Regions from separate parts of the Mus musculus genome. Here region 1 is linked to region 2. A link is a contact called in public Micro-C data. All regions are on one chromosome and are shown on one strand. The core of a region is the stretch at or near the end of the contact, and the rest is flanking DNA. Distances in the headings are between cores, read along the strand shown.

Region 1 (5,838 bases), core at 2,109-4,608, 200 kb after region 2:
TAGACAGCTGTTCAGATCTAGTGGAGATGCTTGCTGTACGCCAGCAAGTTTTTCACCTTTTCACAAACTGCTGGAGTGGGACCTACTTTCTGTCGAGCAAATACACAGAACTTGAACTTGGACTTGTATCAAAACAATTCCTGTCAGATGAGATGCCCCACAAGGTCCTTAAAATTTACTTGCAAGTACTGTTTGATCTTGGTTATGGTTTTAGATGCTCCCCCCTCTGGTTTTAAAAAGGAAACTGAATGCTCAGACTGAAGATTGCCATAGGAAACGCGAACCGCCTTAGGAAGGGCAGAGCCAAGGCCTGGTGGCACAGTGCTCATCAGGCACACAGAAGAGCCAGCCAGGGTGCCATCTCCACAGCTACAGAACAAGACACCGTGGCAGAAAATGTGTTTTGTGTATGCCTAAGGGTGGACAAACATGGTTTAGACATTAAAATATATACCACAGTACTGAAATATAATTGCTTTGGTCACAAAAGGCTCCTTCATAGTTCAAAACACATGAAAAGATAAAAAACTATAATGATTCAGATTAAACAAAATTTCCTTATTTTTATCTTTTTAATTGGTGTTTATCTAGATTTTATTGATTTTTATTCTGTGCAAGTCACTGTAAATAAAAATTAACAACAAACATATTCATGTAATTTTTTTAATTCTAAAACTCACTTGCACTCATGGGAATAGACTGCTTGCTTCTTGTAGCTAGATGATACTAAGAGGCCACTTTAAAATTAAATTGAAAAAAAAAATTAAATTGAAATATTTAAGATAAACTACCCTTAAATATTAATGTAGCTCAGGTCTTATGTATACAGCTCACTAGGGAACAGTCCTTAAAATGCAGTCTAGGGATCCGTCAACTTGCTAGCTGCTGCAGACTGTGTTCTTAAGAGCACTAAAGCATTTCTGCTCTTCCCTGTGCACTGCAAACACACACACAGAAAGCTTTTCCTAAGGTCACGATTTAAAATACCAACTGAATGAAATATAAAAAAGGGAAATCTGCTTACCTTTTATTAAAGCAGGTGCTAGACAGATTTGCCAAAATATAAAGCAAACAAAACCAAAACCCAGTTTATGCCAGTTGTTTTCACTACACATTTCAAAGTATTTGTTCGTTGAAGGTATTTATGTTATAATGGTTTCTTGTTGATATTTTTAGTGAAAGAAAGTATTTCTTCAAGTTTTCAGCCAGACTGAGTTTACTTTTATTATGAGAACATGCTATATTTTTGTTGTACTGTCATCTTCTTTTGCTTTTGTCAGTTTGGATTCCTAATGTTACGTAACAATAGCCATGCAACCCACACAACACAAGCTAGCAGGAAGTGCTGGGTTTTTAAGACTGTAAAGAGTGGTTACAAAGTCCAAGAAGTTTTGTTGTAGGATCTAAGCCCTTCAAAATGAGATAGTATTTGTACATCAGCAACAACTTTGTCATATAATTTCTTTTAGTAAGTCAGTTGTGAGAAGAGAAACCACATGGGGAAAACCTGCCCTGTTTTGCTTAAGAAAAGCAAAGGCGTTCCCTTCCTCTCACCATGCCCCTAGCTAGCCAGAGTTGAAGACGAGGACTTACAGTGAAGAAGAGCTCCATAACTCTGCTGTCCAGAAGAGCCTCCCGCCAGGACTCTGTTGGCTTCAACAGCACATTTTGTGAGGATTCAAACATAGCTATATAATGTCTGCCCAGTTATCTAGTGTCAAGGTCAACAACAATAACATTCTTACTTTGTCTAAACTATAAGTATACCCTAAATATAACAGCAGCCAGCCAGAAAGAATGCAATGGAAACAGTTTAAGCCTCTTCACATATGCTACATAATTCGTGCCTGAAGCTAAGGAATAAAAGGCATTAAGTGCTGAAAAAAAGAATGCTATAGGAATGTTAGGTAACGGGTTTAATCCTTACATGTGCCATACCAGAGATCTTAATAGAAGCAACAGAAAGGGGGAAAAATGACTTTAAAAACAGACATCAAAAACTAAGCCTAAAGAATCAATTTTGGTAAATTTGCCCCACTACTTTACCCAATATTTTAAACAGCTAAAATCATATACACAAAATGAGTTTCATATAGACTATAGGGAAAAACAGAAGTTTTCCAAAAGAAGTATGTTCACAGGAAAAGAACATGAAAGAGCAACTAAGCTCCATACTAAAACAGAAAAATTGAGATCACAGTACCCCAACACCAAGTCAAAACAAACAATTAAGCAGTTGACAGAAAACACATTTTTATTCAAAATTCCCATAGACTCAAGGGAGGTAGAAAGGCATGGATCTTCCAGGACTCACTGGACAGCCATCTGGCCCACTTGATGTGCTCCAGGCCAGTGAAAAGAGACCCTATCTCCCAAGTAATGACTACAGAAGCTGTCCTCTGTCCTCTACACAGACATATACATATACAAAATATTGAGATTGAGTGAGAAATCTCAACACAGGCATCTAAGATGACATTCTGCAAAAAAAAAAGCAGGCACACATTAATATACATGAGCATACACCGCCCCCAAACACATAATACACTGAGAAAGTAACATTCCCATAGACTCAAACAGTATATAAGGTGTTGAGGTATTCACTATCAAATATGCTTCAATTGAATAAATTTGCTGCAAATAAATTAACCATCATAATAAGTATGTGTCTGTAGATGTTGATGAGTGTAATGTACTCAGTAGCACTGCCATAGTAACTAAGCCTTTAAGAAATGAGAAGGATGCCTTCTTTGCACTTCTTTGTGAAGCAGACTGAACTAGGCAATATTCACATCATTCAGTGAGAAATCTCAATCTAAGATGACACTCCGCAAAGAAATCAGACATACATTCAAATGCTGCCATTTCCTTATACCCAACTCATTCTTTAGTAGAGAGAAATTATTTACAGAAAAAACTGAAGGTAGGTAACACTGCTTTGGAAACCATCCTTTAAAAGTCAGTTGTTTATGAGACTGCTTCTTGTCTGTGAAGAGGGCTACGGAGGGCACTGAGTGGCCCTAAGAAGAAGTCACTGCTTCTTTCTGATGTCATTCTCAAACTCCTAACTGACTAACTGAAGTGAAACCCTGAACAGGCTCACTTAGTATTTCCCTCTTCCTTTATCCGCCCCCTTGTGGACACAGAGAATGAAACCCTAAGGAAAGGAAGCCAGGACAGGACAAAGAGAAACCAGCCAATGACCAATGGAAAGTGGTTCCTTTCCTCAAAAGCACTAGGGGACCTCAGTCTCATTACCTTTTAGAAAAACAAACTGAAGGACTCACAGCTGATATCTGCTGTTTATTGCAACAACAGTCTACTGGCTAGTTTTTCATATGCTTTTGAAATTCACACTGAAGCAGGTAAAGGATCGTTAGTGTTCAGAACAGATTATCTGGGGAAAGAGATCAAGGCTTTATATCTCTTGAAACAGAAAGCAGCCATTTATCTTTTTTAGTTTTAGTGCCATTTTATTTATTTTTTTTTTAAAAGATTTATTTATTTATTATATGTAAGTACACTGTAGCTGTCTTCAGACACTCCAGAAGAGGGCGTCAGATCTCCTTACAGATGGTTGTGAGCCACCATGTGGTTGCTGGGATTTGAACTCCTGACCTTCGGAAGAGCAGTCGGGTGCTCTTACCCACTGAGCCATCTCACCAGCCCCGCCATTTTATTAAAGGTATTTTTATTATGTGAAAGGTCAGTAATGAAATATACTCAATTGTTTAAATAGTGCACGATCTGAGATGGTGTGATGCCCTCGTCAGTCTAGAGATCACATGACACTGTGAGGGGAACACATACATGCAGATCTAGACATCAAAATATATAGAGACAGACCATACATATCAAAATAATGTAAAGAACGAAGGTAGTTCAATTTTTTAATTTTGTTTAAAAAACAAACAAACAAAAAAAAAAACCCCAAAAAGTAAATAAAATTGTTAGTCAGAATTTAGAAATCTAACTTTTCTACTCTTACAACAATGTCCTAAAAACGGCAGAGCCAGGTGCGGTGGCACATGCTTGTAAACCATCACCCGGGAGGCAGAAGTCTACACAGTGAGCTCCAGGACAGCAAGGGCTAGAGACATCCTGATCTCAAACAACAACAAACAAACAGTTGAGTGCTGGCACAAACATCTGGTAAGTAAAAGTGCTTGCTGTGCACATCTGCTGCCTGCCTGAATTCAATCCCTGAAACCCGCCTAAAGGTAGAAGGAAAGCCATTCTGCAGCTCCGTCCTCTGACCCCACAAGTCCCATGGCCCTTGGGCTCTGTGCCAAGACAGCAGGTGCTCATGCTCCCTTTCTCTCTCAAACTACAACAATAAAGTACTTTTAATTAAGACGTTACCTTAATGTTAAAGCAAAGTTCACTAAAAATAGCTTCAATAAACAGTAGTTGCTCTTTTACAAGATTGCAAAGCTTTGGTTCTTACTGAAATATGTTCTGGTTTCCAGATACTATATTTTCTTATCTTTTAAAAACATGTCATCAACAAGAGAGTGGTCTGCTATCGACTGATCAGTGATTTTCACTCTATGCAATACACAGAAGGCAGATCTCATGAAGCAAAAGAATCACAACAGTAAATAGCTATTACTTTAACAACAACAACAAAAAACCTGTATAAATTCCAAATTTTTCTGAGTGATAACTTTAAATACTTTTCTATATATTTAAATATTTGTATATACTTTAACAACAACAACAAAAAACCTGTATAAATTCCAAATTTTTCTGAGTGATAACTTTAAATACTTTTCTATATATTTAAATATTTATATAATTTACATTTTATATAATTCATTTGCAACCAACAAGATAACTGCATTCTGTTTTTTAATAAGTCTGCATCACTTTGAAAATTGTGTCAACCTCATCTAACCTTCCCTTTTTCAGGTTTGACCAAATGACAAAGTCCCAGTGCACAGGCCCTGCCTGTCACCATACTAAGCACAAACCCACTCACTCCCAGCCAAGTTCTAGCACAGGGCAGAACTGAGGTGTTAAAACTCAACCAGGCTTCCAAGTTCAACACCATCTTAATCTCTTGGAAAATCAGTCAGAACTGCATGTAAATTCTACTGTAGCTTGGAGCAGAAACTAATTCAATATTCCCTGCCCCTCTCCATAAAGAGCCTCTCAAATTAAAAAAACAAACAAACAAACAAACAAAACCAAAACACTTCACAGACTTCTGAAGAATCTGTAACTTCAGGACCAAGACAAACACCCGCCAAGAGCCAGAGGACAAGTTTAATCCCTCCCTACTAGTGGCTCTCACTGGCTAATCCTACGAAGTCTTCTGTGTCAAGCTCTTGAATAACAGATTGAGCTCAGCATGTACATCCACCTCAACCCACAGGGCAGAGCTGTAGTTAGAAAATAAATGAGTACTTACATAAACAAATTAGCTCTTGTCCACTTTATTGTGACAGTGAAAGGAGAAAACCCTGAGGATGTGGCTCTGTTGGTAAAGTGATCATTCTGTGAGCACGCAGCCCTGGGTTCAATCTCCACCACCACATAATCGGGGAGCACATGCTTCTAACCTCAGCACTAGGGAAACACGGACAAGGATGGCCACAGACATAAGAAAGCCGGTGCTGATGAGGATGCTAACCCTAATCACTGAACCTCTTCTCAGTGGGAACATGATCTTTATCTAAACAAATATACAACGCTACCAAGGGCACTACCAGAACATGTAAAACTGCCTCTGGATGTTCAGCTGAGTGAACTAGTAATCTTCCATTAATGGCAACAGGGTTGTATTATTATGTCACCAGTGCAATTAAGAACCCAAATCTGCTAATAATACACTAA
Region 2 (5,600 bases), core at 931-3,430:
TCCTCTAGTGGTTACTAAATGTCTTATTAGAGTCACATGTTTATAGTGTTTAATCTGCAAGGCTGGTCTTGAACTCAGAGATCTGCTTTTCTCTGTCTCCTGGAATTAAAGGCATGTTCCACCTTGCCTGGGCCCAGCTTTTCTTTAACTGAAACTTGTTCTGTAGCAGGCTGGCCTTGAACTAAGAGATCTCCTTGCCTCTGTCTCCTGGGATTAAAGGTGTGTACCAACATGTCTAGGCCTAAGCTTTTTATGATCACTATTCCTCAAGATCCAGACCAAAATACTGTGTCATCCCAGGCCAAGATTCAGATCAAAAGCCTGTGTCTTCAGCTTCAAGATCTGGATCACAGATGTACCCTCCATCTCTGGATTGTAGTTCATTCCAGAAATAGTCAAGTTGACAATCACAGATAGCCATCACATGCATTTTGATGGTATTTACCCACCCTCATTACTATCTCTTGTCTTTTTTGCCGTTCTACATCCCCCTATTCCAAAAATACATCTTGCTCACTCACTCACAATCTTACAAACTATCTTTTCTTAGGAATTACTGAATCCCCAGTGTGTATCTCTAGATGGGCATCTTTTTCTGAGCTTTAATGATTATGATGATGCTGGAATCCAAATTAGGGCCTTGAACACGGCAAGCAAATGTTCTAACACTAAGTTACATTCCCAGCCCTCTCCTCTGAGCTTTATATTGTTATATACAATTGCTTACTCAGTATCTCTTCTTGCACATTCTTTAGGCATCTGACACCTGATGTGTTCTCCCTCAAACCTGTTTTTCCTTTAGTGTTCTTCATGTTCACACATGGAACTCTTTCACTCCATACCCACTTCATGGGACTCAGGCTTGTCTGCTACCCATCCCACTTTATATGTAACTAATTACATATGTTGACAGTTTATTTGATAATTAGTGTGGGAACAAATAAGAAAATATGTTGCCTGATGAACCTTTATTTTAACAAAAACATAATGTCTTCTTCTCAGACAAGGACTGGGTACCCTGAATGTACAGTCATTTAAAAAAAAAAAAAGTTCAGTGCTGGACAATGGTGGCACACACCTTTAATCCCAGCACCAAGGAGTTTGAGGCTAGGCTGGTGTACAGAGAGCTCCAGGACATCCAGGGCTACACAGAGAAACCCCGTCTCAAAAGACAAGCAAACAAACAAACAAAAAAAAAAAAAGAAAAAAGAAAAAAGAAAAAGAAAAAGATTGACTCTAGTATTTATCTTTCTTTTTTGAAGTGCAGTAACTTGTGATTCCAGTATTTTTTCTTTCTATATTGAAGTGCAGTAACTTAAAATATCCCCATGATGTTCACTAATTAACGTAACAACTACTTATTGACACACAGTTGCCAGATACTGTCAGTTACTGTACGATATACCCCACTTGCAAGGTAACCTTCTGAATGCTGATACAACACACCTGGATCAGAGATAAAGAGGTTTAGTCTTCAAAACACACCAAGTAGCCCGAACCTGACCAATCTAATAGTTTGTCCCCTACATCTGTCCCCACCCCCATCCGTGGGAGGCTAAGGTGGATGTTACATATTCAATGACTTTCTGACACAACTGAACAATAAAGGTTAGTAAACTTCAGTTTTTTTATAACGGGCTTCAAGTCAACATGCCCAACATTTGCTCCGGAAAGAAATATTATTTTGTCTTTAAGACAGGGTGTCCCCTGCTGGTCTTGTACTCCTGAGCGTCATCTCTACTCCCATTGCAGATGTGCGTCATCATAGCTGGCATTACATTACCTTTACTTTTTAATTTTCAGATTAAATTTATTTAGAGAGAACCCAGACAGGATTAATATGACAAATTTATGGGACGACGCGTACAATTCTACGCAATGTTCCACAGAAAACAGTCTTCCAAGGTTCCCAAGCCGCGTAGTGGCTCTGGGACACATTCTATTCATCCGGGCCATCTTGCTCTGGTCTCCAGCTTTGGGGATGGCTGCCTCGGGGTTCACTCGACCTTGGTTTCCTTCTTGTGATTACTCCTACACCTGTAGCATCTCCTGGACCACCATAAACATTGGGCCAGCCTCGAGAATCACTCCGCTGTTGGCGGACCACAGGTCCCAGCAGCCCTGCACTTCCGGTCACGAGCTTCCGGCCTCGCCCACGCGGCGCGGAGGCCTGTGGGAGCGGCTTCCTTGGAGTCGCGCCTGGCAACGGCTGGGCGTCCCGCTCTGGCCTGCCTAGGATCAGGCGTCGCTTCTTCCCTCGGCCCACTCGTGGTCAGCCCGCTCCTCCTCGGCGCGAGGTAGGAGAAGCGCCCGGCCCCTCGCGGCCACCCTCCCTGCTGCCCTCTCCCTGCCCCGTGCGTGAGCGGCGGCGGGGTCGCGAGGGCAGGCGGGCTGGCGGCGCCCAAGCCCGGCTCCTGGCGACTGCGCTTCCGTAGCCAACACTTGGATGGTGCTCCTCTCAGGGGGTGGACTTCCCGCTCCACCCGGCACGGCTACCCGGGCTAATGTCACACGGCTTGGCGATGCCATGGCAGCAGTGAAACTTTTAGAGTTTCACAGTAGGTTACAGCGAACATTTCTAATACTTGCATCCGGTGAAGCTTTGATTACCTAGTAATCGGGAGTAAAAGCAAAAGTACAGAAAAGAATGAATAAATCACAGTCTTATAAAGATAAAAACATATCTTCTGGGAATTGATTCTAGGACACCCAGTTTCCCTGGATACCAAAGTTCCCAGGTGCTCTTTCACATATATACGATGGTATATTTGTATTGTATATAAGCCATTTTCCCATTTTTGTTATCTTAGACTGTTTATTGCTCTATAATTAATTGTTATGCCTAATTGTTCAGGGAATAATGAAAAGCACGCTCGGGAGGCTGGGGGCGGGGGGGGGGGGGGGGAGCCTGTGCATGTTCAGTTCAGATAAAAAATTTCTCCCAAATGTTTTCAGTTTCTAGTTGGTTGAATCTAAGGATGCACAGACAAAAGATATCTGACTACTGTTTTCCCAAAAGCCTAAAATTCCACTTTTCCTTTTTATCTTCAACTCTGGTTGGTAACTTTGGAGAAACTACAATAGGCATTTTGAGTGTGAACTGTATCAAGGTAGAAGTATATAAAAAGGACTTTGCCATGTAAAATAGTTTCACTGGCAATATTGAAGTGACAGCATCCCAAATTATTTTTGAACCACCTTGGAGAATATAGAAATACTGAGTTGTATTATTTCTTAGCCATTCATAGTTGTTAGTAAAGGATAATTCATTTACTATTTCCTAGCCTTGCTTTCTACATCTTTAAAATTTTGTGTATTCCACTATTGGTCTGTCTCCCAGGTGTGTGTGTGTGTAAATCTGGTTAAAAGCCAGAAGAAAGGTCTAGTTCTAAAAGCTGATTGTTTCAATACCTTATGAATAAACGAAAGTGAGATCAGAAGAGTTTGTAAGGAGGGAGCTTTTGAGTATATGATTTGAAAGTGTGATCGATGGAGCAGCAGCTTCAGCATCCATCCCTTGGGAACCTATTGATCAACATTCTGGGGCTGTGGAGATGCTCAGTTGGCAAAGTGTTTGCTGCAGAAGCCTAAGGTCCTGAGTGATCCCTAGCGCCCACTTAACCTAATGTGGTGGCTGGGGGAGGCAGGAGGATTTGTGCTGCTCACTGGTTAGCTAGCTTGGCTGAATCTGGCCCCAGGTCCTCCTTCCCAGGGGGAGATCTTACCTCAAAAAACAAGGCAGGCAGTGCCTAAAGAGGATGACCTCTGTTTCCACATGCACACATTTACACCTGTACACACACACACAGAAGCTGTCATACCCACAACAAGGAATTCACATCCTGCCTGGGCAGAATAACTCATACCTGTTATCCCAGTGCTTGGGATGTGGGAGCAAGAGTTCAATGTCAGCCTTGTCTACATGTTGAGTTTAAAGCCAGCCAAGGCTACACAAGACCTTGTCTCAGAAACAAAACAACCCTCCCCTGCAAAGAAATCCCAATACATTTCCTCTCTGAGGGATCAAGGAATCTCCTTCACATAAGATTTTCTGAATCGGAAGCACTGGTGGCTGAGGGGCTGAAATGAAAAGCTGTAAGCTGCTGGCTTGTGCTCTGGTTTGAGCCACTGGTTTAGCAGAGAATGTCCCTCTTATCTGAGAGGGACATAGTCCAAGGCCCCTAGGGAAGTTTGAAACCTCATCAAACACAACCTTTTGTTTTGTTTTGTTTCGTTTTGTTTTGTTTTTTGAGACCGGGTTTCTCTGTATAGCCCTGGCTGTCCTGGAACTCACTTTGTAGACCAGGCTGGCCTCGAACTCAGAAATCCGCCTGCCTCTGCCTTCCAAGTGCTGGGATTAAAGACGTGTGCCACCACCCACCACACCCGGCTAAACACAACCTTTAGTACACTTTTTTTTTAATATACATACTTATGATAATATTTAAACTATACAAGGCACTGTAAGACATTAACAGTAAGAGTAAAAGAAAAGTACTTATAATACTATATTGAGATGCAAGTAATATAAATATGGTTTGTTGCTCTAACTTTTTATTTATTATTTATTTATTTATTTTCTGCTGTCCTGTTTTCCCAGTGCTTGGGATGTGATAAATTGAGTTGACACTTAAAGGAAATACTTTATGGCTTCCCTTTGACATGCTTGATTGCTAACATCTCTGTTCCTGTCCAGTGATTAGCAAGATAACAGTGATAACAAGATAACAAGATACCAGAGCAGTTAACCTGGTAACAGAGATAGCTGCTATTGACTTTTGGGCAGGTAGTCTATGCAGTGTGTATACGCTGGAAAAGGGAGTGGCTAACATCTCAAGAGGCATTGATTAGGATGGTGTGATATTTATCACTCTACTTAAAAAACAGGCAGCTGTTCCAGAAGCTAACACAGCGTTCCTGTTTGAACCAGACATTTCATGCCTAGGTATATACCCAGTAGAACTGAGTGTATATTCACCTATGGCTAGAGACATGGCTCAGCAGTTAAAGGCACTTGCTGCTTTTCCAGAGGTCTTAAGTTTCCAGTACCCATGTTGGCCAGCTCCTAACACAGACACATACATTTTAAAAAGAAAACATATTCAGGTAAAAACTTGCATATAAACATTCATAAGAGGGTTATTCATAAGAGCCCAAGGTAGAACCAACCCAATATTCATCTCCTAAAGAATAAAGAAGTCAAATGTTGTAATTTTATTATTCAGTCATGAAAAAGAATGCAATATAATGAAACTGTATCACAAACCCTGAAAACATGCTAAATAAAAGAAGCCAGACATAAATGCCACATACTGTATGGTCTCTTGCACATGGAATCTTAGCTAATCTATAGAGGCAGGAAGTCATTTAGTGGCTTTCAGGCGCTTGGGGAAAAGGAGGGATATGGGATAACTGTCAAAGAGCCTCAGGTTTTTGTTTTTATAGGATGAAGAAAATGTAATGGTTATACACTGTTTGAATATACTGGAAGCCAATGAATAACAGTAGCAAAATTATAGTTATGAAGTAGCAATGAAAATAATTTTATGATTAGGGTTCATCACAACATGAACAACTGTATTGAAGAGTTGCAACATTGG

What was found. A called contact is a pair of places that touch in the nucleus more often than the background predicts.
Region 1: a Micro-C map of granulosa cells shows a contact between it and region 2, with 1.9 times the contacts expected there. The contact joins the enhancer-like site here to the promoter of Ift88 in region 2. A contact is called at or near these places in 6 of 39 promoter capture datasets (3T3-L1-derived adipocytes, the C10 cell line, the HPC-7 cell line and 4 more), 3 of 484 Hi-C or Micro-C datasets (granulosa cells, muscle stem cells and nephron progenitors), 3 of 115 datasets of contacts at active chromatin or transcription factors (the SCID.adh cell line, bone marrow-derived macrophages and oligodendrocyte precursor cells) and 5 of 9 other capture datasets (adipose tissue, embryonic stem cells, liver and 2 more).

What each region holds. Positions count from the first base shown.
Region 1 is chr14:57,616,538-57,622,375 of GRCm38.p6, forward strand. Xpo4 (exportin 4) reads right to left here. Exons shown (of 23, transcript NM_020506.2): 7 at 1,594-1,706. Among named protein-coding and RNA genes, the nearest start is that of Xpo4, 46 kb to the right of the region's middle. Within about 2 kb of position 3,359, at least 25 of the 459 cell types and tissues checked have an H3K27ac peak or open chromatin away from gene starts, as enhancers often do. A contact at or near this core is called in the HPC-7 cell line, bone marrow-derived macrophages, granulosa cells and 1 more, where this site is marked.
Region 2 is chr14:57,421,891-57,427,490 of GRCm38.p6, forward strand. Ift88 (intraflagellar transport 88) reads left to right here and starts at 2,181. Exons shown (of 26, transcript NM_009376.2): 1 at 2,181-2,297.